7 separate regions of the Mus musculus genome follow, and all the other regions are linked to region 4. The links are chromatin contacts, called in public HiCAR-type, capture Hi-C and promoter capture Hi-C maps. All regions are on one chromosome and are shown on one strand. Each heading gives the region's core, a stretch centred on a gene start, on an enhancer-like site or on the middle of the called end of the contact. The rest is flanking DNA. Distances are from core to core; before and after follow the strand shown.

Region 1 (3,518 bases), core at 392-2,891, 1.7 Mb after region 4:
ACTCACACCCAGGGAGTAGACCCACCTCCCTGCTCCACAGTATCCTGGGAGTCCAGCCACCCTAGCCTTCAGCAAACGCCATGAAGACCCATGGCCAGGAGTCTGGGGATGTCCACTACTGTGCTGAATAACACTGGCAGTTCCCTTTCCACTCTGAGTCAATGCAGGTAACCTGTCCTCCTTCAAAGAGGACTATCCCAGCACACACAGACAAGACCAGCCTCCTCTAACTCTTCCTGGACTCCGTAGTTTAGTCCTAACATTTGGTTTTGCCTAAACTGGCATTCTGGGTATGTTGGGAAGCAACTCTGCCTGTATCTTCTCTCCTTTATGGCCTTAGTCTCCACTGCCTCCCCAGCTAACAATAGCCTCTTTACATCACCCCCCCCCCTTCTCATCCAGGCTATTTATTTGCCTGTTATCTGTGATTTCTAGTAGAACACAGCCCAGAGGACAGGGGCCCTGTCTATTCTATACACCACCAGAGCCTAGAGCACTGACTGGCACATAGTAGGTATTTAGTAAATGTCTGCATGAATGAGCAACTGCAGATTGGGAGCAGCAGGCTGGAAGAGGGCTGCTGCACACAGGGCCAAAGTCAGGGTCTGGCCATGAGCCCTGCTTTGAGCGGCATCCAGTCAGGCAGGTCCCATGCACTGTCAAGCCCCTGCCTTTGTGCCCCTTCCCCTCCCATCAGTCTCCTCAGGCAGGGAAGAGGCCAAGAGGTCATGGGTCTCCTAGAGACACACTGGGGGGCAGGGGGAGGGTCTCTATTCAATAGGAAGCATTGTGACACCTAATCACTCTGTTCCTGGTGGAGGGTGTCACAGGGGTGATTCTCAGTAGCCTCAGTAGCCTAACAGAAAATTAGCATGGCAGCCAGCAAGAACAAAGAGGCAGATCCCTCCCCCCCCCCAGGGGGCCCTGCTCACAGCCAAGCTCTCCCTCACAGTATCCCAGCCCTTTAAGCCTAGCCTCTCACAGGCCTTAGACAGAGGAGGCCCTGAGAACTCTCACAGATGCAGGTGCTCTGACAAACGCGTGGAGGAAATGAGCAGGTGCTCAGCAGCCCTGTGGATGGGCCCCTCTGTATGGAGCTCTCCTGCGCATGCCTGTGCTGTCTGGTCTTTTGTTTTTAATGTAGACTTTGCAAGAGAGGACACACAGAACTTGGAATAATGGGTCTGTAGTAGAAAGGATCCCTTTCCACACCTGGCTCCCACCCTGCCCCCAAGATAAGCACGCCCACTGAATCCTTGCAAGATTTCTTTATGCATATAGAGAGATGTGGACATAAGGACAGATGGACACACACACACACATGCACTCTAAGCTTGGCTCTGCCTGTTATACCTCTCCATTACACTCCGTCTGGAGTCTCTTCTTCATCAGAATGTATCTTGAACCCCTGTGGCTCTCCTGAAAGCCTGTGTGTCACTTCACAGTGAATCCCCTCTTGTTGGACATTAAGGGTACTTCCAGCTCTCTGCTTTAGCAGATGATATCTTGATATGCCAATCTTTACACATTCCTCCCTCTGCAAGCTGCTTTTCTTTTTTGCTCAATAATAAATGATGCTTATCTTCCCGGGTAAACAGCCCTGCCAGTCCTTTGAGAGCTGAATAGCATGCCATTGTGCTTTCTAGCCAAAGCAGATGTAACCACTCCCTCACTGGAGTCTAGACTGTTGCCAGCATTTTGTTATTACAGGCTGCTCTGCAGGGACATTCCTTCAAGCTAAGCCTTGGCACATGTCCTTAATTCTCTCCTCGGCCACGTGCCCAGAGATGGAATTTATAGGTCAAAGGGTGTGGTTTTTTTTTCTTTTATCTTTTTTTGGTGCCACATTTTAAAATCCTTTGAAGTGTGTGTGTGTGTGTCTGTGTGTGTCTGTGTGTGTCTGTGTCTGTGTGTCTGAGTGTTTTGTATTTTCTTTTAGGCTAGAGGTTCCTGGAGGTGCCCTCAAAGCTTTCCTGTGGTTTTGCATAATGGGCTCTGTATGCTTTCTCTCCCTCCCTCTAAAATTGCTCAGCCATCGTCTGCGCCTGCCTCATGGGTGGGAGCAGACTAAGTCTTTCCCCAGCCTGGAAGCTTTTTCCCCTGAGCAAAATGTGGGAGGAGCTGTAGCTCACTGGAGTTCCTGTGTGACCTGGGCAGCCAGGGAAAGCAGGGTGTGGTGGTGTGTCCATAGCCACAGCTGCTCCTGCTCTGAGGTTGAGTTGGCCTGAGACCTGGGACAAACATCTCACCACTAGGAAGCATTACCCAGACTCAAGCAGAGGAGCCTGAGTTCCAGGCCAGCCTGGTCTACAAAGGGAACTCCTGGCAAGCCAGTGCAACATAGTGAGCAAAGAAATGAACAAAAACAAAATCCAGAGCTCAGTGATCAAGGCATCAGGGCAGTAAAGACTGAAGATGCTGAAGATGAGCCAACTCTTCACCAATGGGCCTGACTTGATACCTTGGCCATCAGGAACATTACTAGGCCCACTGGCCAGGCAGGGCCTGAGGATTGGGTGTCCCCTATCAGTGTCACTGCCTGCCATGGGCTGGAAGTGTTGGAGCCATTGGAAGAAAAGGTTCACCTTCTCCCTGCACTCTCTGGCCTTCCAGCCTGCTTGGGTGTTCTATGCTCAAACACAGATTCCCTTTGGCCAAAGGCAGGATAAGACTGAAATGGTTGGGCCAATGACACTGTGGCAACTCCCTAGCCACCAGGTGGACAGCTACAATGGTTCTGAGAAGCCTGAGACAGAGGAGGAGACCCCACTAACCCTCGAGTGCTGGGATGGTGCTGGGCACTGTTAAAAATCACTATTATTGTTAATTATAAATTCTCTAGGTTCTTACTGTAAGCACACCCCTCTGATGTTCATGTTCCTGCAAATAAACAAAGACACTAGGGGGGAGAAGAGCAATTTGACTCCCTAATTAGCAGCTATTAGATCCTCCCTAGTTTCTCTGAGCAAAACGACTATCAGATAGTCAACCAGATTACTCTTATGCCTAGAGGAAACTACACAATTGCAGCTGATTGCTACAGCTCATGAAAGTATAGCCTAGTCAGGGCTGTTTTAGTATAAGACTTTGGTTATTACAAATCTTGGTGAACTCTAAATAATTCTGAAGCCATTTCTTCCTAGAGACCAGAAAGGAGTACTTCCTCTGGTGGTCTAGCAGAGGGACTGCTGTGATTGGTGGCAAGAAGGAAGGCTGTGAGTGGCCTAAACACAAACCTCCCTGGCTCTAATTAGAGCGAAAAGAGTTAGGCTGTGGTTGGTGCAAACTCAAACCATCATTTGCATGTAAGGCTTGCTGTAATTGGTGTAAATACAAATGTTTATTTGTATGTAAGGCTTATGGTGATTGGTGCAAACACGAATCCTCATTTGCATGCAAGGTTTGCTGTGATTGGTACAAACTCAAACTGTCATTTGCATGTGAGGTGTGTGATCTGTGTACTCACCTTTCTTCAGGTTTTAGAAACAGGCTGCTCAGCTCATTCAGCTCAATGCTAA
Region 2 (3,167 bases), core at 532-3,031, 1.7 Mb after region 4:
GGGCCAAGTGAGCTAATTATTCTGAAAATGTCCCGGAAGCAAGTCTTTAGAGGAAATAGCTTTGATACAGCTGAAGTAGGATCAAGCAAGAAGCTGGAACAGTAGGTCTCAGTAGCTCAGGATCCTCGAGGGTGAATCCTGTCAGGGCTGCCTTCTTGGTCTTCCATTCTGCAATATACAAACCTTATCGACATTTGCATTGAAAGTGCGGGGTGCGGAGATCAATTAAGAATGATTTTCTGCTGTTTGAACAGGTGAAAGACAACTGTCTTTCTTTAGAAGTTAGTCTGATCATATAATCAAACTCAAATCTCCATTTACACTATCTGAAAAGATGGTATGTCATAATAAGCCCTGAGAATTTTGTAGTCAATACAATTTGTTGTCTGTATATAGACATTTAAGTCCCAGAGCTGTCCCCAAGTATAGGGATCAGTGTATACATTACCCATCTTGTTGATCTTGCCAGTCTTCCTCTTCTTGTCTGTAGCCAAGATCTTCAGGGAGTCGCCCTCTGTCAAGTCTGATCCTTATTATTTCGGAAGGAGTCCAAAGCCTTTTCTTCTTTTTTAAAACACAAACCTAGAGTCTCTCTCCCAACACAGCATGCCTTTAAGTACAGACTGATTCAATCTAGTAGAAGACTAGGCACTGGGTTTCCTGGAGCTGGAGTTACAGACAGTAGCAAGTGTGGGTGCTGGGAACCAAATCTGGGTCCTCCAAGAGCCACAAACTCTGTGCGGAGCTGTCTCTCTAGCTCCCCTCCCCCACCAGACAATCTTATGTCGCTCAGACTGCCCTGGTCTTAACCTGAATCCCTTCTAGTGCGGTACAAATATTACAGGCGTGGGACAGTCACGCTTCAGTCAGTGTTTTCACTGTCACTTAAAGAAGTGAGACATCTTTCTATCTGAGAATTGCCACAGTTTCTCTCTGTATCTAGAATGGTTTCGCCAAAACCCAGCTTACCCAACATCCATGCATCCTATAAATGTCTCCATAGAAGGTCCCCTCTGCCTCCGTTTGTGCTTAACCTGCCTTCCTACACTTGTGGCTCTGGAACATGCTGAGGAATGTTCCTGCCCTCCTGACACTTAGGAAGAGCAATGCCTGTCGGATTTGCCATATTGGCACAAAAAGAAACTTGAAGTCAAGGAGAAGCGCTGGCTAGAGAGAAAGGTGACTCCCACAAGATGTCTGAAGACAAGGACAAATCTCCTCAGGCTGTGAAAGCCAACTGGAAATTGGGGGTCTAAACTACCCCTGGAAGCTGTAGTGGGTCAGAGGTTAAGAGCATGGACTGACCCAAGTTCAGTTCCCAGCACCCACATGGTGGCTCAACAACCATCAGTGGACTTCAAACACGCACGTGGTGCACATATGTACATGTAGGGAAAACATTCACACACATAAAATGAAAATAAACTACACCCGGCACAGAGTTCAGCTCTCTGCTCTTGCCCAGTCCCTTCACCAAAGCCTGGTCCTCTCCGGCCTTCAGGATCCCCAGGCCACGTGCCCCAACAGGTCCCTGCTGATCCTGGCCTCTGTCTCCTTCGCTGTAACTGGGGCCCGGTCTGCTGCACAAAAGGTTCGGGACCCGCTTCCCAGGGAGGTCCCCCCCCCCGGGTGGCGAAGTGCTCGAGGCCCGAGGTGCAGGTGCGAAGCCGGACTCCGCAATAGGGTCCCGCCCCCGATCCCTCCGCTGCATCGATTGGGCGGATGAGCGCGTGAGTGGCGGGTACGCAGGCCAACGGGGCGCACGCGCGCCGCCGCCTTCGCTTTGCGCGCCCCCGAGGCCGGCCCGGGCGCCGCGGCGCTGCGGCTGCGGGCGGCAACGCTGCACCATGGCCCGGCCGCTGCGGGCCGCCCGACTGCCGCCGCCGCTGCTGTTGCTGCTGGCCGCCGGTGAGTGGGGCCGGGCCAAGCCGCGAGGGCGCAGCGCGCCACGGGCCAGTGCTGGCAGCGCCGCAGAACAAAGGCTGTGGGGCGCGCGGGGTCGGCCGCGCGCGGGGAGGAGGCGGCGGCGCGGGGCCTGGCGCGGGGACCCCCCAGGCGCCCTGTCCTGGGCGCTGGATGCTCCGTGCCACGCGCGCGCTCGAGGACGGCGGCGGCGGGGCCGCTGCACCAGGGTGTCCGCGCCCCACCCCTCGCCAGGTGACAGGTGACAGGTGACCAGTCTGCGGCCAAGGAGCAGAGGGGCGTGTGCGTGTGTGCGCGCGAGGGTGTAGAGAAGCTCAGCAGGGAGGCGAGAGCGCACGGGTGACACCCTTGGAGAAATCGCATCGTAAAGGTCCGGCGGGTACCCAAAGCGCGTGGGCCGGGGATGCCGAGGGCCGAGAAAGAAAGAGCTGCGTGGCCGAGGTGGATGTTTACATGTGCGTGGAGCTTGCCTGGGAAGGCGTGTGCGTGTCGTTGTGAACGCGTGTCCTCGACTGCGCGGGGCAACTTTATTAGGAGCTGACAAAGGGGTAGGTCTGCGACAGCGACTGCCGCCATATGGGGCTGTGTGTGAGACTCGGGTACGTGGTTTTCATTCAGCAGTCACTCCGGATACCTCGTTAGTGTGGGCGTGTGACAGGTCGGGGCCTGAGGCAGGTAAGAAATATGTGTGTGAGGGAGAAAGAGACAGCTTCTCAGGGTAGACATGGGATTCAGGGGTGTGTGCGAGTGTAGGGGGCGGGCACAAAAGCTTGACAGGCTCAGAGGCAAGCCGCCACCACAGAAGGGGAGGGAGGAAGGCTGACTGCAAAGGTGGGTCAGACCAGGACATGGGAGAGCAGCTTTCTCAGGGAAGATCGGAGCTGGGACCCTGTCCTAAGGTGGGCCTGGGGCAGGAGCAGGGTGCTGGGCTGGGTGGGCTACAAGACTTGGTGAACGCGTGTCCTCGACTGCGTCGCTTCCCCTCCAGTGGAGACAGGCATGGGACTGGCCACTAGTGCTCAGGCAGTTACCCCACCAAAACCCACCCAGTGTAATGTATACAAATTCGAGGAGGCGTCTATGTGAAGTCAGGTGAAGACCTTGTTTGATATGAATAGGTGGTGGGCCCTTACTTTGAGACTGTCAATGATAGAACACCAGGAAAATGTCTGGAGAAGGGCGGAGGTGGGAGAACGCTGATTAGGGTTGTACTTAACTGTAATTCCAGCTCTTTGGAACCTAAG
Region 3 (3,592 bases), core at 336-2,835, 1.6 Mb before region 4:
CATCTGCACAAGGAAGTAGAGACTGTGACCACCTTCAGACAGTCATTCCCAGAGTCAAATGGGTCAAGTGCCACAGCCATGCTAGGCTGGGATGGAGGCAGGAGGGATGGAGGCCACTTTCTGGTTCCAAAGACCTGCATCTTCCCTGAAGCTCCCACTTCTGGGGCCCAGGTTACTGCAGTCTAGATGGTGTGCTGGCTATAAAGCAAACAGACCTCAATAACAGATGGGTCTGTCTCTGTACCCTGTGGTTGTTGCATGGTACAGCTAGGTTCAGACATGACTGATCTGCCATACTGTCTTTTGTAAATTGCAGGGGCTATTCCTGGTTGTCAACTTGACTATATCTGGATGAACTACAATCCAGAATTGGGAGGCTCACCAGTGATCCTAATCTGGAGGCTGAGATAGAAGTTTCTGACCTGAATCTTGGCATGGAGATCTTGAGGCACAGTGGCTATGAATTCCAGAAGATTAAGACAGGAAGATCTCCAAGTCAAGGTTATCTGGGATTAAAGGTGTGGTGGCAGACACCTTTAATCTGGGCCACACCTTTTGCTGGAGACCTATATAAGGACATTGGAAGAAGGAAGATTGACACTCTCTTCTTCAACTGCTTGCCTTGTGGGACTGAGTGACTGCTAGATCCTTGGACTTCCATTCACAGCTGCTGCTGACCATTGTTGGGAATTGGACTACAGACTGTAAGTCATCCACCAATTCCCTTACTATATAGACTATAGAGTTCTGTGACTCTAGAGAACCCTGACTCATACATAAATGCCACTTATTTTGCAGAGATCTAGCTACCCTCATACTTTTTTATGCTTTTTTGAGATGGAGTTTCATGTATCCCAGTATGGCCTTGAACTTGCTATGTAATTGAAAATTAACTTAAATTTTTGGTCCTCCTGCCTCCATCCTTAGAGTATTGGTGTTACAGGCATGGGTGTGTGGTGGAAATTGAGTCCCAACCAGGATCAATTGAGCCAACTTCCAATCCCTGACACGACTCCTCAACGTCTCTACTTTCTTTGGCTCAATTTCCACGTCTTTCTGTCTCCTCAATGTGCTGAACATAACTTAGTCTCTCGCACTCAGAAACTTTTTTTTAACAACAACAACAAAAAAGTAAAAAAACAAAATTTTGTATGTGTGTTTTGCCTGCATGTCTGTGCACCACATGTGCAGTGCCCATGGACTCCAGAAGAGAGCATATAGGTAGCAGACAAGCAGTTTTTCAAACCTGGGTCCTTTGGAAGAACAACCGCTGTATTAAGGCATTTATGCAAAAATCTCAGAAACTTTTTAACGGTCTCTAAATAATGTTAGCGCTGCAGGCACATTATTTAAGAGCCAAAGTCTCAGTTTCCCCACCTATAGGGTGAGTGAAGGGCGAGTGTAGGGTTTCACATCGATGTGTTGCTAGGACCTGAGAGAACTTCGCAGTTTACCTCCTCCTACTGGGCCCGCCCCGTTGCGGCAGCGCCTGCGCAGCATCCTCTTCCAGGTTCAGTGCGCTCGAGGACTCGGCGCTCGACCGCCGCGTGTCAGTCTGTCTTCCGGTTTCTGCCCGGCGCGCCTGTCGAGCGCCGAGCCACTGATGGCGATGGCTGCCACTGGTCTCTGAGGAACCTCGTAGGCCGGCAGTCAGAACCCGAGGTGGAAAGGCAGGCTGCCGACTGCCTGTCGGAAGCCGCAGGGAGTGAGAAAGGGTGTCGCAGAGAGCGCGGCGGTGGCTGAGGTGGGTGTGACGTGTGGTTTGAGATGACGATGCGGTCGGGAGATGAGGCTTTGCGGGCCTCGGCGCCGCGCGGGTCTCTGCCCGCGCCGTGACGTGTTGCGTGATGTCCCGCAGAGTCGCGTCCCGCGGGTGCGCGTGGCCGTGCGGATCTCTACAGAGCCCCCCGGCTGGGTTTTTCAATCCAGTCTGGAGGCGAGAGTTTGCACAACTGGCCTTCTGGTTGCGGCATCAATTGCGGTGGTTTGTGGTGGCACCTAATTAAGTGACTTTATGTTAAGGTCCCCCACTTCATTCGCGGAACCCTATTATCCCGCTCTCCGAGTTCTCGTGGTGATGGCGAAAATCCCAGGCTCTCCTTCCCGGCTGCTGTCTTGTGTTAGTCACTTCACTTGTGTATAGGCTATGGCACCCCAGGCAGCTGCTGTGAAGGCATCCTGGAGGGAGCCTGCCTTGAGTAAGGGGCGTTTCTCCAGGGTGAGAACTGAGCTGCGATGTGTGGCCAGGGTGCACGGGGACGACTTCTGTTTGACTTTTTCTTCAGGATGAGTTGCAGGCGGGGAGGAGGCAGCTGTCACACCCAGAGGATCCTGTCAGCCACTGGCTGGGGAGAGAACCGGTCGGACCTGAGGCTGGCTGTTTAAGTGATGCCTCAGATGCTTTCCGGGATGGGTCTGCATGTGTGTAGTCTCTCGATTTATTTATTTAATCTCAAGACAAGGGTCTCACTATGTATCTATGTCTGGCCTGGAACTTGACATGTAAACCAGGCTGGCCTCAAACTCACAGGTATCTGTCTGCTTCTGCCTCCCACGCCTGTCAAATTTCTTAATTAAAGGAAATAACAGGCACCTAGCGTCCTGTTTAATTTATTTTCTGAGTTGCTGTCACCCTTCACCTTTGAGGACCAGATGGTACCCTCCTCTGTGCCCTCTGCAGCACACCACAATTCTAGCTACACAAACTCCCACTCTGTGCTGTGATATGTGGCCTCTAAAGTCTTGGAAACAGATTTCTTTGCTTCTGTGAAATGATTTTATCCTTGTTCTCAATGGTTAGGAGTCTTTCAGGGTCACATCAACAGTGACTTTGCTGTAGTCCAATAAGACAGAAAATGTAAGTTATTAAGCCCTGAAATGTTTAAGTATCAGATTTTTCTGTTGAAGGGCAGAGAACATCAGACCTGCTGCCCCACTGTTCTAATTTATAAAATCTAGTAAACACATCAACTCACTGTAAATGCAAAATATAATTTTCACTAATTTTATCCATCCATTCATCTAAACTAAGCGACAGTTTGCTATGTTGGCCAAACTGGTTTTGAAATCATAGATTCAAGTGAGGATCTTCTGCCTCAGACTTTTCAAAGTGCTGGAACATATTATCAAGCTGCACTGATAAGTTTCTTCTTTTTTAAAATCTTAATTTAAAGATACATTTATTTTGTGTGAAGGGGCTAGAGGACAGGCGTGTGTGGAAGCCAGAGGATAACTTTCAGAAGTGTATTCTCTCCTTCCACTTTTATGTAGTTCTGGTGATCAAACTCAGGGTAGGTGGCAAGTGCCTTTACACTGAGCCATCTCTCTGGCTCTTGATTTTTTTTTTTAAATACTTCTCTTTAAAGAAAAGTTGAAAGGCTTATTGTTTGTATTTGTTATTTTTTCTTTTTGGTGTTTAAAAAAATGACATTAACTTGTTAAAATATTTTGTGTGTGTGTATGATGTGTGCACACTCTGGTGTGGTATATATATATATATATATACATATATATATATATATATATATACACATATATATATACATATATATATACATACGTACATATATATATATATATACATATGTACATA
Region 4 (3,097 bases), core at 584-3,083:
CCTACCGGCAGTGACCATTTGGCCTCACAATCCTCACCGCACATGCACCCTGGCCAGGGTGTGCAATGGGGATCAAGTCAGTCCCTAGCGTGGCTCAGCCTAGCAGTCGGCATCCAGCAGACATCGGCACCAGTCGGGGATATCCTGGCCCATCAGCAGGGACCTCCATGAAGGTGACTGAAGATTCACTGGGAATGTTCAAGTGTCTAATGAGAATACTGTCACTGGTGCCTCATTCAGGCACTAAACACTACCATTCAGAAGCATCCTACTGCCCGGAGAGATTGGCCTTAAACACAGGCCTGTGAGCACCTGCTCAACAGTCAGGTACTAAGCATCCCTCTGGCACAGCACACAAACTGATGCCCACTTGACTGAGACAGGGAGATTCTAACACGAGGCGGGTGGGCTGAGTTTCTGGGATGGATGGGTTGCCTCTTAGCTGCCCACTATGTAGAATAAGGAGAGCACATCTGCACTTTATCTTCTTGACTTTATAGAACATTCCGGTGGGAATGTACGGGAACCCAAACTCAGGGTTCGAATCCCAGTTTCTCCTCTTCGCAGATGTGTGACCTTGGGAGAGCAAAATACCATCCACCTCAGAGTATGAACGGAGCGCTGTAAGACCCTTTATCCTAGGGTACCTTCAGAGGTTTTGCTTACTACCAAAAATATTAAGAGAACATTTCTAGAAATAAAGAATTTGTAGGTTTTGTGCTCAGTTCTGAGCAGCATGGTGGACCGATTCAGTTAACACTACACTGTCCCTCCTAGAACATGCAGCACTCCTCGGCATAGGGATCTATGCTGCAGATGCTGCCCATCAGCTAGTCACCCTCTCAACAGTTGTTAGGGTGGCTGAGCTGTTGGCCAAGCAACGCTTAGTCTACTTAATAATGGCACAAGTATAGTGATGGTGACAATTGTATCACAGTATATGATTACACCTGCCCTACCTTAGGGGTGTTCATCTTTTACTGTGTCTAGTTCACAAGTTAAGCTCTACCATAGGTATGTATATTAGGAAAACAATCTATATGTCTGGATATCATTCCAGGATTCAGACACTCTTTGGGAACATGTTTGTAACTCCCTGCAATAAGGGGAGATCACTATACCCTTCTATAGTATATTTTCCTTACAGGGCACTTGGCCTGACTCCAGGCTCTTCTGTACTACTTTACAGTCGTGGTTCTTAAGCTACCATAGTACCAGCATGAGGCCAGCCAGCGTCAGGAAGCAGAGCAAGCTCATCTAGATATCTGGGTCAGGTTGGAATGGCTGCGTCTCTAAGTGGTCTCCGTGGCGAAGAAGCAGTTTGAAAACCTGAGTTTTAAAAGATTTATAGAAAGGATCTGGTAGACTGAGGGATCTTCTCAAGTCTGAACAACCTCTAGCTTGACAACCTGGAGCGCAGGGACAGCTCGCTGAGCCTGCCTTAGGGTGGTCAAGGATGATCTCGGGGTGCTGAAGGAGTTAACCATAACCCCTAGAGTCAGGCGCTCTGGGGTTCATCACAGGCAGAGGGAGAGAGATCAGCGGGGCGGGTCCCTGCAGACCTTTGGAGCGAGGATGCCACAAACTGACCCGCCCAGTGTGCCTAAGACAGATCCTGTGCCCCACGCCCCATCCCGAGGGCCATTGACGCTCCGCTTTCCCTTGGCTTCCCCGGCTCCCAGTCCAGCTCCTGCCCGCGCTTACCGGTCCTCTCCCGGCCGGCGGCGAAAGCGAGGCGGCCAGGCGCGCGCTGGACACTGTGGAGGCCTGCGGCGGGAGGAAGCGAGAAGGGCAGCAGGCGGGCCAGCCCCGCCCTGCCTAGGCGTCCAGACAGAGGGGCGGGGCCACAGGAGGGGAGGGTTGCTGGGCGAGTGTTGTGGGCGGGGCCAATCCACAGAGGTGGCGCTTGAAAAACCCAATTTTTAAAGCCTTTTAGTCAGGACAGCTCTCTGATCGAGCAGTGGGGTGTGCAGGGATGCTCCCTGGGTGCCGAAGGACCCAATGACACGCCTCAGAGGCGGTGCCGCTTGGGGTGGGGCCAAGAAAGAAGAAGCTAGACCCCGGAACAGGACCATGAGTAGGGCGGGGTCACGGGCGGGGCCACGGGCGGGGGCGGGGCTGGGCGACGGAGTAGCCTCCAGTAGCACACTGCAAGGGCCAGCTTCCCTTAGGATACACATTTGCCTGTTCAGTTTTCAATCTGACATTTCTGAATATTTCACCTTTGAACACTTGTGTATGTGTCATGAAAGTTCTTCTGTCCTTCAACATGTGTGATCCTCTCACTCTTATCAAGATACAGCCTTGGAAGACTCAGCCAGCAGTGGTGAGCCTCAGTGGACACCAGCTCCTACAATCTATCCCGTGCCCCCACTTATGGCTCTTGGCTGATTCAAGAATCCTGAGCCCTGGCTGGATTCTAAGCTGCCAACTGCACCTGCAGAAACCGGATGTGCAAGACCTGTAAGACAGTAGTTTTGAAGAATACAACACAAAAAAAGTATGACAGGGCAAGGCCCGGGGAGATGCAAGCCCAGTTCCTGGATTCTGTCCCCAGCAAATGAAAAACAAAACAAAAACAGATGACAGTGTTCCACATGTTAGGAGAATTTACAGACTGGATGGCTTACATTGTCAAAATATAGTGCTGAATTCCAAGCTCCCAAAGTGATTGCATTTGTCAATCCAGCTTATGTAAGAGGTAGCAATGAACAAGTGAAGTCACAGGGTGCAGTCACAATGCGACTGGAGTCCTCTCAGGAAGAGACCCTGCCAGCTCATTCTCCCTGTGTGCATGCAGGTGAGACATAGAAAGACAGTAGGAGGGAGGCGTCACCAGGAATAGCCATCCATGAACCTTGAACTCCATGTTGATATGCTTTCATTTATTGTAACAAAATCAACTTATACAAAGAAAAGGGTTTATTTTAGCCCATACTTTTGAAGGTTTCATAAAGGTTTAACGAGTTTGATTCCCAGACTGAGGCACTGTGGGCAGGTGGGGGGTAGCAGAATCTTAGGTCTGACTAGAACAGGGAAAAGCAATAACTGGTGTCACAGTCTTGAAGAGAACCCTGGACCTCAGCCCCTGATCCCT
Region 5 (3,091 bases), core at 450-2,949, 1.6 Mb before region 4:
CCTCCCAGCACCTGCAGTGGTGAGTTCAGAGTAAGCCAAGATCTGATGGCTGCAGCAGAACCCATGACTTGTAGGAATACCAGTAGTAACTTTGGTTTTTGTTATTGGGCTGTGAGTGAGGACAGTTAACAGTAAGACTCCCTCTTACTGTCAATGGTTTTCTCTTAATAATCCTATGTCCATTTCCTGTTAATTGGCTGTTCCTCCTCTTGATCTACGGTTGACTTTATTTAATCCCGTTTACAGTATTGAAGCAGCTCTTGGATTAAAGGTGTGTGCTGAGACTGAGCCATACCACAACTAAAAAAGGTTTTTCCAGTAAGTAACACCATTGTGGGGCTCACAGTGTGATTAGATACCCTGCAGCCGCCTGCTGCACTCTCAAGGGTATGCTCTAGAAGCTTACCTTCCTCTTCAGACATGTAGTTATAGCTGAAGCTTATTAGTGATGTGTTCACATATATGCAGGCAAAACACTCATACATAGGGGCTGGAGAGATGGCTCAGTGGTTTAGAGCACTGACTGTTCTTCCAGAGGTCCTGAGTTCAATTCCCAGAACCCACATAGTGGCTCACAACCATCTGTAATGGAATCCGATGCCCTCTTCTGGTGTGTCTGAAGACAGCTACAGTGTACTCATAAATAAAATTAATAAATCTTTTAAAAAATATAGACATAAAGTAAAAAAAAAAAAACTAAAACAATTTACAATTTGGTAGCTGGGGAGATGGCTCGGTGGGTAAGAGTACTTGAGGGTCTGAGTTCTGATCCCAGGATCCATGTAAAAATCTAGGTGAGATCATCTGTGCCTGTAACCCCAGAAGTGTGGGTTACAATCCCAATTGCTGGAGCTTACTAAGAGAACAGAAACACAGCAGGACACTTTTCCCCCAGCCTTCATGTGTGCACAGGACATGTCTAGAATTGTTGGATTATTTGAGCAGAGGAAAGAACACTTAAGTTTTGAAAAAAAAATACTAGAATAAAAGATTAACAGATGAAAAATGCTCTAATGGGCTTATCAGTAGACAGTTCATCTATGAAGCCTGGGAAGTCAGTTGAAAATTTACATAATTACAAAGGGAAAAAATCTTGAGAATCCTATAGAAAAATTAATTTCAGCCATAAACAGCGATTAAAAATTACAGTGGGGCTGGAAAAATGGCTTAGCAGTTCAGTGCACTTGCTGCTCTTTTAGAGGTCCCACATGGCAGTTCACAGCTCTGTAAGGTCAATTTCAGGGGACCCAACGCCCTCTTCCAGCCTCTGCGGGCACTGCGTGTATGTGGTGCACAGCCACAACACACAAGCAAAACAGTAAGGTAAAAATAAATCCTAAAAAAAAAAATGCAGCGCAGAGTGACATGTTGATTGTTGACTTGTCATATCTGTCACAACCACTCTTAACAAGCGAACGACCCCCTCCTCTAAGCAGAGTCCTTTGAGGCAGACCCTGACGCGCCAGAGCAAGCCACTCTTTCCTCCTTTGCAAATAAGTTTTCCCTTTGAATCAACAGCGACTTTTCCGTCAAGCTCTTCACTTCAGAACTGGAGATCTTGGGAGAAGATAATTGGTTTCTGTGAAGACAAAAACGACAGGTTGATTCCCAACGCTGAGGCGGCTGCGAGCCCGGGCCCAAACTACGAGTCCCAGGCTGCCCCGCGGCCGCGCTGGCCGCCGGGAAGTGCCTCCCAAGATTCCCGGAGCCGCGCTGGTCCGCGGCTTGAGGAGTTCCTGACTTCCACCATGCCGATGAAGGGTCGCTTCCCGATCCGCCGTACGCTGCAGTACCTGGGTCGCGGGGACGTGGTATTCAAGGAGTCTGTGAAGATCATGACCGTGAACTACAACACGTATGGGGAACTGGGCGAAGGCGCCAGGTCAGTGTGGGTCACAGCCCTCGGGGTTCAGTGAAAGAAGCTGAGGCAGTGGAGGGCATCCCGACTGATCCCCGATAGAAACCCGAGTGCTCCTCCACCGGAGGGATGGGTTGCGGCTGGAAGGCTGGCCCCTTGTGCGAGGCTGTGGCGCGGGGAACGCCTTGGGAGCGGAGTAGTAAGTTTCCGCACCTGTGCACAGCATGGCTTGCTGCTGCTTAGGACACTTGATGAATGAAAGGTTTCATTGACCCGTTTATCATCTCTGAGCAATGCTTTGGACCCTTCCGAACTTACTGCACATTTATTGAGCGCCCAAAACGCTGGGTTCAGTACTGGGATTTTCCACAGTACGGGATAAACATGACTGTAGATAGAAGTGGATTTGTAGAACGGATCAGAAAGAGAGAAGAGAATAATTTTCAAGGTGGAGAGTGGCCCCTGTGGCAAAGACCTTGACTTCATGAGAGCCAGAAGCCGCCTTCAAGCCATTTTCTCTGGTCAAGTTGACCCCCAAGACCTAAGATTTGCTAGCCTGGGATCTGCTGGGGTGAGGGCTCTCTGGAACCCTCTCGGTGGACCAGAGGGTTCGGGCTCTACTCCCCACTTGTCAGGAGTTTATGCATATGCAAAGGCCTCTTAACTAGTTGTATGACCTTGGGATCACACAAGTTCTCTCAACTTCTGACAGCATTTTTCCTAGGCGGAACACCACAACATCAGTGTGTTGGTGGTGGTGTGGGGTTGCTGGAGAATAAAGTGCCTGGCAGAGTGCAACAGGTGCTGACCTTGTGCCCATTTGATCCAGTAGGTGCATCTATATCTATCTGGTTTGTGGGCACAAGGCTCTGTGCTTTGGGATGGGAAGACAGAGACTTGCTGACAAGTTCTGCCTTCAAGCTTTTGGGTGGTGTGCTGTGGAGCTTTCAGGGCAGTGTTTCCTCCCCAGAAGCAGTTCTTTCACTTTTTCAAGTTTTGTGTTGATGTAATTACTTAAAGGTCTCCACCCCACCCGACCCTGTGTTTGTGTATGTGTGGATACATTAGCATTCAACCAAAGATAATGTTTCTAAGGAGCTGGCTGACTTGGTTTCTTTTTGAAATAGGGTCTCTCAGCCTGGGCTTCATGGATTCAGCTAGGCTGGTCAGTAAGCCTGGAGCCAGCAAGCAAGGGCTCACACCTGGCCTTTTACCTCTCTCTCTCTCTCTCTC
Region 6 (3,620 bases), core at 856-3,355, 1.7 Mb after region 4:
AGAGCCCAACATCATAGCCACTTCTACACCTAGCAATAGCTCAAGGTACTCCTTTCTACCTGAGCAAGTGGACAAACTCCCAACCTGAAATACCCCTACTCCAGCAGTACTGGGGCTGGGAGGAGGTCAAGTTCACTGCACTGCCATGACTGTGCTACTGAAATAACTGAAGTAATGGTAACAAACACATTAGACACTCTTCCAGTGCACAGCCTCCATGCCCTGTGCTTCCTTCCTAGGTACACTGGACAAGCACCATCAGGACCCCAATCAAAGGAGGAGCAGGCATGGCCCAGGGGATCCACAGACCCCACCCTCTATCCTAGGGCCCAGGGCTTCTCCCCCAGATCTTCTGGCCTTGGGCACATGCAATGATAGAGAAGTGAAAGGAGCTGGCCCACCAGGGAAAAGAGGAAGGAGAGGGGGCAGACTGGGACAAAGAAGAGCTATGACATCTTGAAGGAGCAACAGAGCATCATGGAGGAGCCCAGGCCTCTGGAGACCGGGGGAACTGAGGTAAGGTTTCTTCCACCCGTGAACCTGAAAGGGCAGCTCTGACCTCAGCGCATTCTCCAGAGGCCAGGCTCCTGCCCACGACTCAAGCCTCGCCTTCCTCCTACCCTCTGTGGCTAGCTTGTTGGGCCTAGGTGGGACCTGTTCGGACACCCCAGACACCTCCCCAAGGGCCTTCTCTCCCTGCCCTGGGAGAGGTTGAGAGAGCTTGTCTTTCCCATCTGTGCAATGGGATTGCCCAAACCTTCTGAGTTCTTTTATGGGATTCCTACCCAGTAGAAGGTAGCAGTGCAAGCAGCCCCCCAAAGTTCTCTCCCTTCCCTCCTAGGCTGCTAAGCCTCTAAATCTAGCTGCAGAGCAGCATAGGAAATCCCCAGAGGATAGAGGCTAAGTTCCATGCCTCTCTGAATCTGTCAGCCTCAGTGATAGAGGAGAGATTGTGTCCTAAGAGGCCACTGTGGACAACAGGAAGAAGGGATGGTCCAGGTGACCTGCCCTCTGCCTCCTGACAATCCTTCTTGCCCTTCTTTAGCCACCAACTTATATCTCCCCTACCTCAGGGGCCTTTGTGTTTGCTTACCCGCAGCTTGATCCCATCATTTGACTCATTACCTCCCCCTCTAAGTGGACTTTATCTAGCCCACCTGGCTGTTGTTCTTTCAATGATTGTTTTTAAAGATAGGGTCTCATTGGGCCCAGGCTAGCCTCCAACTCTGCAAAAAGCCAAGGCAGGTCTTGAACTTCTGATTTCCCCCCTGCCTCCACCTCCCGATTCCTCCACCACCACCCAGTTCTTTGGTGTGCTGTTTATAGAACTGGGACTCCATCGGCAGCAGGTGTATTTACATGCTTGTGTGTCTTGTCTGTCCTAGGTCTTGTGACCCAACCCTCTAGAACAGGTAAGATCTCAAAAAAATGCTATGACGCGCACACATTTCCAGCACAATGCAACCAGGCTGGACAAGGATTGGGGGTGTCTGGACCCCAGACCCCACCACCCCCTCCTCGCTACGGAGCTAAGTGGAGTTGCCCTTCCTTCCGCAAGGCCAGGAAGGCAGAGGCAGAGCATGGGCTGGTCTTTCCGGCTGCCGCTGAGCTCTGGCTGCACCCGGAGCGGCGGGTGTCCAGCTCCATCCAGGATCCGGTCCTGACCGCTAGGGTCCCCAGAAACTTCTCAAAGGTTGTCTTGCGGCTGTACCCCAAGTGGCACGGGGACAGAAGGAGACGGTAGGCCCGAACCCGAAGAAGGAGCAGGGGCAGGGCCTCCTCGCTAGCTTGGCGGAGCAGGAGATGAGGACTCGGCCGCGCTTACCTGAGAGCAGGGCTGCGCAGGCCGCGGGACTCCGACCCCTGCGAGGTAGCGAGAACCGGGGAGCGTCGCGCAAGAACCGCAGCTGAGATGCTACGTGGATCGGTCAGAGGTGGCCGGACGCCGCCAGCGCGCAGGACTCACGGGACCCGCGGACTTCCCCGGTCCTCCCCTGGCAGCGGCGACTCTCAGGCGCCTTGGCTAGTGTTTTTCGTCTAAGCAAAACTGTGAAAACAGTCACAACCCCTGTTTGTGGCACTCATCCCCGCCCCCTCGGCCTCCAGCAGCCTATCGTAACGGGATTCCACCCACAGGAGTGGAACAGACCAATAAAATTCCTCAGATGGGCGAGGCGGCCCGCGGAGCTCTTAAAGGGACTGCAGTCGAAGCAAAGCAAAGTGTGGGTGACGGAAACTTCAAAGGGGAGAATTTTTTTTCTGCACAGCTTACCCCTAAAGCGTTTCGGGAAGCGTACTGAGCACGCTGTGCCTTTGCCCCGCATCTTTCTGCGGACAGCTCCAGTCCTCCGACCGGGTCGCCCTATGTCTTTGAGGATGGCGCCTAAGGGACCGGCGCCCCATAAATACTGACCTCTGGTCACCTGGACTAGGAAGGAGGGAAGGAAGGGCATCCCTTCCTCGGACGCCCTGTGCTTGCCCACTTCAAAGGGATCTGGCGTTTACAGGGCTCCAGTCCTGGTCTCAGTCACCCTGAAGGCTGGGTGCTATTAGTGGCGTTTTGCAGAAGAAACCTGAAGGGGTTAAGGGAATAAGTCCAAAGCCATCCAGCTAGGAAGTGGCCAGACCAGATCTCTTGCTTAAGCAGGTGCCTTCCAGAGGGACAGTCTTTCCTGTCTGTCGCCTTCCCTCCCTGTGGGACACCCCCAGGGCAACTTGGAGGCCTCATCTCAGGTCATCTGCTTACCTGTGCACCTTTGGCCGGCCACAGGATCTGCCCTATAGGCCATGTATTTTCAAACTTGTGGCTGCCCTTGGGCTTCTCTGCATGCAACCTCGGGCCTGTCTTCTCACATTCTCTCTTCACAGAGAGCTTCCTGGGCTCTCCCTCAAGAGTAGGTATTGACTTGCCTACCCCTTCCTCAGGCATTGGGGGGGGGGGCAGTGTGTCTCAGCAACACCTTAGAGGTGCCTCAGTGCTGGTTAAAGATGTAGGCACCTGTTTATTATAGGATCCCAGGACTGCCCCGTCCTGGTCACACAGGGGCTGGAATGACTCTGGGCCTCTTTGTGATTGGTCCGAGACTTAGCATCCCTGAGACTTCCAGGTTAGTCCCATTTGTCCATTTTGGTCTTAGTCACAGAAGCTGGCTGTGCCTGCCTGCGCCTACAAGGTCTGTAACAGCCACCCTGAAAACCATCAAGAGCTCCCAACTTCCTGCCAAGAGAATACAGTGCCCTGTTTAGGAATAATAGCAAAATACATGTCCTAGGCCCTCCTTGACCTCCAGGTGTCAAAAAGGCCACAGGAATTGAACTCAGGGCTTCTAACCATGCTCATAACCACTAAGCCTTTTCTCCAGCACCTGTCCCCAAACCCCACTGTCAATCACAAGGGCCTAGGGACTAAGCAAACGGGGTGTGGTGGGATGATATGTTTGTAATCCCAGTGCTCTTGAGGCTGAGACAGAAATATTGTCTCACACACCTTTAATCCCAGCACTTGGGAGGCAGAGGCAGGCGAATTTCTGAGTTCGAGGCCAGCCTGGTCTACAGAGTGAGTTCCAGGACAGCCAGGGCTACACAGAGAAACCCTGTCTCTGAAATAAATAAATAAATAA
Region 7 (3,541 bases), core at 266-2,765, 1.8 Mb after region 4:
GTGCTACCCAAGAGCCTCACCTAGAAACCTGTACCAACTCAGTTGTGCTCAGTGCCACCATCTACCCTCTCTGAGCCTGGTCTTCGAGGAGATACACAGTGAGGGGGAGTTAAGTCTCACCAAGGGATCCCTCCTCTCCTCCAGCTCTTCCTAACCCCAGTGCCCCATTCTGCAAGGCTTGAGAGCAGCTGCTCCCCTCAGTCCTAGAAGCCAAAGGCTCCTGCAACCTGCACAAGAGAAAGGGGGCAGGCCCTGCACATTCTGCCCTATCTCGTATGCTTTGAGTGGGCTGTCTCATGTATAATGCGCTGTTGGAAGGGATCAAGTGACACCAAGGGGGTCACAGGGTTTACCTGCAGAGGTTTAGGTTTGAGTTGCAGGCACTTGTATCCTGGGCCCCAAGGGAGTAGTACCCTGGGGGCTTGGCGTGGCCAACCACTGTGCGCGCCTAGCGCTCTCTCCTGCTGCTGCAGTCGCACGGTGAGGAGCTGCGCTTCGTGGAGAACGGCTGCCACGACAATCCCACGCTGGACGTGGCCAGCGACAGCCAGTCGGAGATGCAGGAGAAGCAGCCCAGCCTGAACGGTGGGGCCATCAACGGCCCGAGCAGCTGGAGCGCGCTCATGGGCAGCAAACGCGACCCTGAGGACTCGGACGTGTTCGAGGAGGACACTCACCTGTGAGCGCCGGGCCACGGGCGCGAGACTGCCCGACGCCACGGCCCCGCGCCCCTCCCGGTCCTCCACGCGGACCACTATGCTTCCCCACCGCAGCAGGCGACCGCGGCGCAGCTCCCACCCCGCCCTGCCCGGCCCCGAGCGCTTGCCCGAGGCCAGCGCGCTCCCCGCGCCAGGACTCCATTAAAGCCGCTAAGACGCGCGGGCCGCTCCGCCTCCACGCCTGTTTTTTGCCTTCCGAGGGCTGCACTCCGGGGAGTGGGTGGGATGGGCCTGGAGGAGTAGGTGGGGCAAGGGAGGCTGGCTGGGCGTGGCCAAGGACGGGTGGGCTGGGAATTTCATGGAGTTTGTGGGCGTGGTTAGGGATATGTGGGCGGAGGGTAGGGAGTATAAGGTCATCTGGGTGGAACCAGGCCGGGTGGGCTGAGCCTGAAGTAGGCTGGGAAAAGTCCTGGTGGGCGAGGCCTCGGCCTGATGTGCGGGACCTGAACCGAGCTAGACTCAGGACTGACAAGCGTTCCAAGCCTGTGGGAGGTGCTGTTTTCAGAACGGATCCCAAGAAATGTGGGCGGGGCCTGCAGCGAACTGCTCTTCCGGTGAAGCTCTTCTGAGGAGGCGGGGTCTTGGTAGTGAGCTATTCTTCGGGCGAGTGGGCGGAACCTGGGGGAATTGAGTTGTCCTCTAGACGGGTGGGCGGGGTGAAGGCTAGAAGTCCCCAGAGGCTAAGTGGGCGTGGTTAAGGTTACTGGGTGCGGCCTTGGGGAGCGGCCTTCTGGATGCGAGGGCGGGGTTCGGGCCGGACGGTCCTCCGGGCGGCAGGCGCCGCTGCGGAGTCGCAGGCGGGCATAGCTAGGCCGTGCCGCGAGGGGCGGGGCGGTGAGTGTTTACATCCGGCCGGGCACAGACGACTCCCGAGATCACTCGGCCGGGGGTCCAGTCTCTTTCGCCATGGATACCAGCGACTTGTTTGCCAGCTGCAGGAAAGGGGACGTGGGCCGTGTGCGGTGAGAACCTGAAGTGCAGGAGGCGGGCAGGCGTCCGCAGGGCTTATCGGGCACGGGTGTGGGGTTGGGCGCCGTGGGGCTCCCGAAGCTGACCGAGTCAGGGAGATCGGGCTCTAGGTCCCTTACTTAGCTCGGTGCAGGGAAACGACTCCTCTCCGTGGAGGTTCCAAGAGGCGCAGGCGCCGCTGGTGCAGCCAGTTACCAGCCTGGCGCCGAGACCGTGATCTCCGTGGGCAGGCAGGGAAGAGAAGGATCCTGACCCTTTTCTTTGATAGACTCCTTTCTCCCATGGCCCTTCCTTCCAAGTCCCCTGGTCCTCAACAGATGTGACCAAGCTGCAGCTCTCTCCGACACCAGATGCCACCTCAGAGTTAATGATCCGTCCCTCAATTTGAATGCAGCTCTGAGAGTTCAGGTCTTGCCTCAGATAGCCTCCTTGGGCTGCCATGTCCCAGTGATCGCTTTCTGGTTCATGACCTCTTCTCCTCAACATTTTATCAATTGTTTTTTCCACTTCTTCCATAGATCTGTTCTGTTCCCCTCCTTCCCCGCCCCCAGTGCCTGCATCAGCTTTCTTCTGACTTCCCTGCCATTGGCTCCCCAGGCTGAATTAGGGGCCCCATCACCTTCTCTCTCCCAGATATTAAAAGACCAAATTCTCAGCCTTCTGAACCTGGGGCTTGGCCTCTGTCCATGAAGCCATCACCCAACTCACAGTTGCAGACCCTTGCAGACCTGTGTAGTCCCAGGCCTTACCCTTCTCAGAGGCATTCCCTAGCCCAGAGAGATGTGGCCTCCTTCCCCTTCCTGGTTGTCTCTCTCCCAGATGAGAAGCAATTCTGACCCAGGCTTTGAACTTCCTGCCCAGGTACCTGCTGGAGCAGCGAGACGTGGAGGTGAACGTGCGGGATAAGTGGGACAGCACCCCTTTGTGAGTGTGAGCGGTGGGGTAGCTGGGTGGGCAGGGTGGGCCTACCCTACTGACAGCTTCCCCCTTTCCTAGGTACTATGCCTGCCTCTGTGGGCATGAGGAGTTGGTGCGCTACCTGTTGGCTAATGGTGAGAGAGGGTCAGGGTCTGCCTGTAAGCTCTGAGACCTTGCTCCATGTTTGTATGCACCCTTGATTTCTTGTTAACTCCCTAAAGTCAACACATAGTACTCTCTAACCCTCTATCCACTTTCTCACGTTACCCTTGACACCCAGGCCAGTTCTGGGGCTGTCTCCTGTACTGTACCACCATTGGTCTGCTAAACTGACTCTCTGATCTCCATATTTGCAGGCAGGAGGATCTTTCCACAGCAAAGCTGATGGGAGTGTTTGGGATAAAAGCACGTGGGCATGGTTGCCCACACCTGCAATTAAATTATTGGGAGAGAGAAAAGTCGAGACAGGGATTATCTTAAGTTCAAAGCTAGTCAGGGCTACATTGTGAGACCCACTCTGACCTCCTCTCACTTTGCCTTCCTTGGGTCTCCCACCTGCTGGCTGCCCCACTAGACCTACCCATCTCCTACCTCAGGGTCTTCTCAGTTGCAGTACTTCCTGCTTAGACTGGAGTTCCTTCCTAGATCTATGCATCTCCCGCTTCTTTCAAGTCCCTGTGCTTAGCCACCTCACTTCACAGTTCTCCCCATGTGGCTGCCACTGCCATAGTCACCCTTGGTTCTGTTTTGTAATAATGCCGGCTGTCATATAATAAACTATGCATGGGCTCCACTAGGTTCAGTTGGGGCAGGGATCTGCTAGTCACCAAGATGGCTATTTACAGGGCCAGCCCCTCAGTCTGGCCTTAACTGCATATAGTCCAATATTTACATGTGTATTCATGAGTATGCCTACATCTAAGTGCACAGATTGT

What was found. Promoter capture Hi-C pulls out the DNA fragments that hold promoters and counts their contacts. HiCAR-type assays count read pairs that join an accessible place to other places. Capture Hi-C pulls out chosen DNA fragments and counts their contacts.
Region 1: a contact with region 4 is called in a promoter capture Hi-C map of stem cell-derived epiblast-like cells, with 4 times the contacts expected there. The contact joins the enhancer-like site here to the promoter of Slc41a3 in region 4. A contact is called at or near these places in 7 of 39 promoter capture datasets (3T3-L1-derived adipocytes, cranial neural crest, frontonasal cranial neural crest and 4 more) and 1 of 115 datasets of contacts at active chromatin or transcription factors (pancreatic cancer cells).
Region 2: a HiCAR-type map of astrocytes shows a contact between it and region 4, with 4 times the contacts expected there. The contact joins the promoter of Podxl2 here to the promoter of Slc41a3 in region 4. A contact is called at or near these places in 2 of 39 promoter capture datasets (the 3T3-L1 cell line and hippocampal neurons) and 3 of 115 datasets of contacts at active chromatin or transcription factors (astrocytes, embryonic forebrain and fetal liver).
Region 3: a contact with region 4 is called in a promoter capture Hi-C map of adipose tissue, with 4 times the contacts expected there. The contact joins the promoter of Rbsn here to the promoter of Slc41a3 in region 4. A contact is called at or near these places in 1 of 39 promoter capture datasets (pre-B cells) and 2 of 9 other capture datasets (adipose tissue and liver).
Region 5: a promoter capture Hi-C map of pre-B cells shows a contact between it and region 4, with 6 times the contacts expected there. The contact joins the promoter of Mrps25 here to the promoter of Slc41a3 in region 4. A contact is called at or near these places in 2 of 39 promoter capture datasets (hematopoietic stem and progenitor cells and pre-B cells).
Region 6: a contact with region 4 is called in a capture Hi-C map of embryonic stem cells, with 4 times the contacts expected there. The contact joins the promoter of Tpra1 here to the promoter of Slc41a3 in region 4. A contact is called at or near these places in 5 of 39 promoter capture datasets (cranial neural crest, frontonasal cranial neural crest, hippocampal neurons and 2 more), 3 of 484 Hi-C or Micro-C datasets (B cells, CD4 T cells and the G1E-ER4 cell line), 4 of 115 datasets of contacts at active chromatin or transcription factors (astrocytes, embryonic forebrain, kidney and 1 more) and 3 of 9 other capture datasets (adipose tissue, embryonic stem cells and liver).
Region 7: a contact with region 4 is called in a promoter capture Hi-C map of liver, with 3 times the contacts expected there. The contact joins the promoter of Abtb1 here to the promoter of Slc41a3 in region 4. A contact is called at or near these places in 3 of 9 other capture datasets (adipose tissue, liver and pancreatic islet).

Annotation. Positions count from the first base shown.
Region 1 is chr6:88,923,279-88,926,796 of GRCm38.p6, reverse strand. No RefSeq gene overlaps it. Among named protein-coding and RNA genes, the nearest start is that of Gm36268, 7.9 kb to the right of the region's middle. Within about 2 kb of position 1,641, at least 227 of the 459 cell types and tissues checked have an H3K27ac peak or open chromatin away from gene starts, as enhancers often do. A contact at or near this core is called in 3T3-L1-derived adipocytes, pancreatic cancer cells and stem cell-derived epiblast-like cells, where this site is marked.
Region 2 is chr6:88,873,660-88,876,826 of GRCm38.p6, reverse strand. Podxl2 (podocalyxin-like 2) reads left to right here and starts at 1,781. Exons shown (of 8, transcript NM_001347327.2): 1 at 1,781-1,908. The coding sequence starts at 1,848.
Region 3 is chr6:92,212,863-92,216,454 of GRCm38.p6, reverse strand. It overlaps Rbsn (rabenosyn, RAB effector), which reads left to right and starts at 1,585. Exons shown (of 12, transcript NM_030081.3): 1 at 1,585-1,744.
Region 4 is chr6:90,603,616-90,606,712 of GRCm38.p6, reverse strand. Slc41a3 (solute carrier family 41, member 3) reads right to left here and starts at 1,833. Exons shown (of 11, transcript NM_027868.2): 1 at 1,705-1,833.
Region 5 is chr6:92,182,631-92,185,721 of GRCm38.p6, reverse strand. It overlaps Mrps25 (mitochondrial ribosomal protein S25), which reads left to right and starts at 1,699. Exons shown (of 4, transcript NM_025578.4): 1 at 1,699-1,882. The coding sequence starts at 1,749.
Region 6 is chr6:88,900,736-88,904,355 of GRCm38.p6, reverse strand. Tpra1 (transmembrane protein, adipocyte asscociated 1) reads right to left here and starts at 2,105. Exons shown (of 12, transcript NM_011906.2): 1 at 1,826-2,105.
Region 7 is chr6:88,839,909-88,843,449 of GRCm38.p6, reverse strand. It overlaps Abtb1 (ankyrin repeat and BTB (POZ) domain containing 1), which reads left to right and starts at 1,515. Exons shown (of 12, transcript NM_030251.3): 1 at 1,515-1,681; 2 at 2,550-2,612; 3 at 2,685-2,740. The coding sequence starts at 1,626. It overlaps Podxl2 (podocalyxin-like 2), which reads left to right. Exons shown (of 8, transcript NM_001347327.2): 8 at 474-893. The coding sequence ends at 683. Gm15612 (predicted gene 15612) reads right to left here and starts at 596. Exons shown (of 3, transcript NR_045880.1): 1 at 354-596.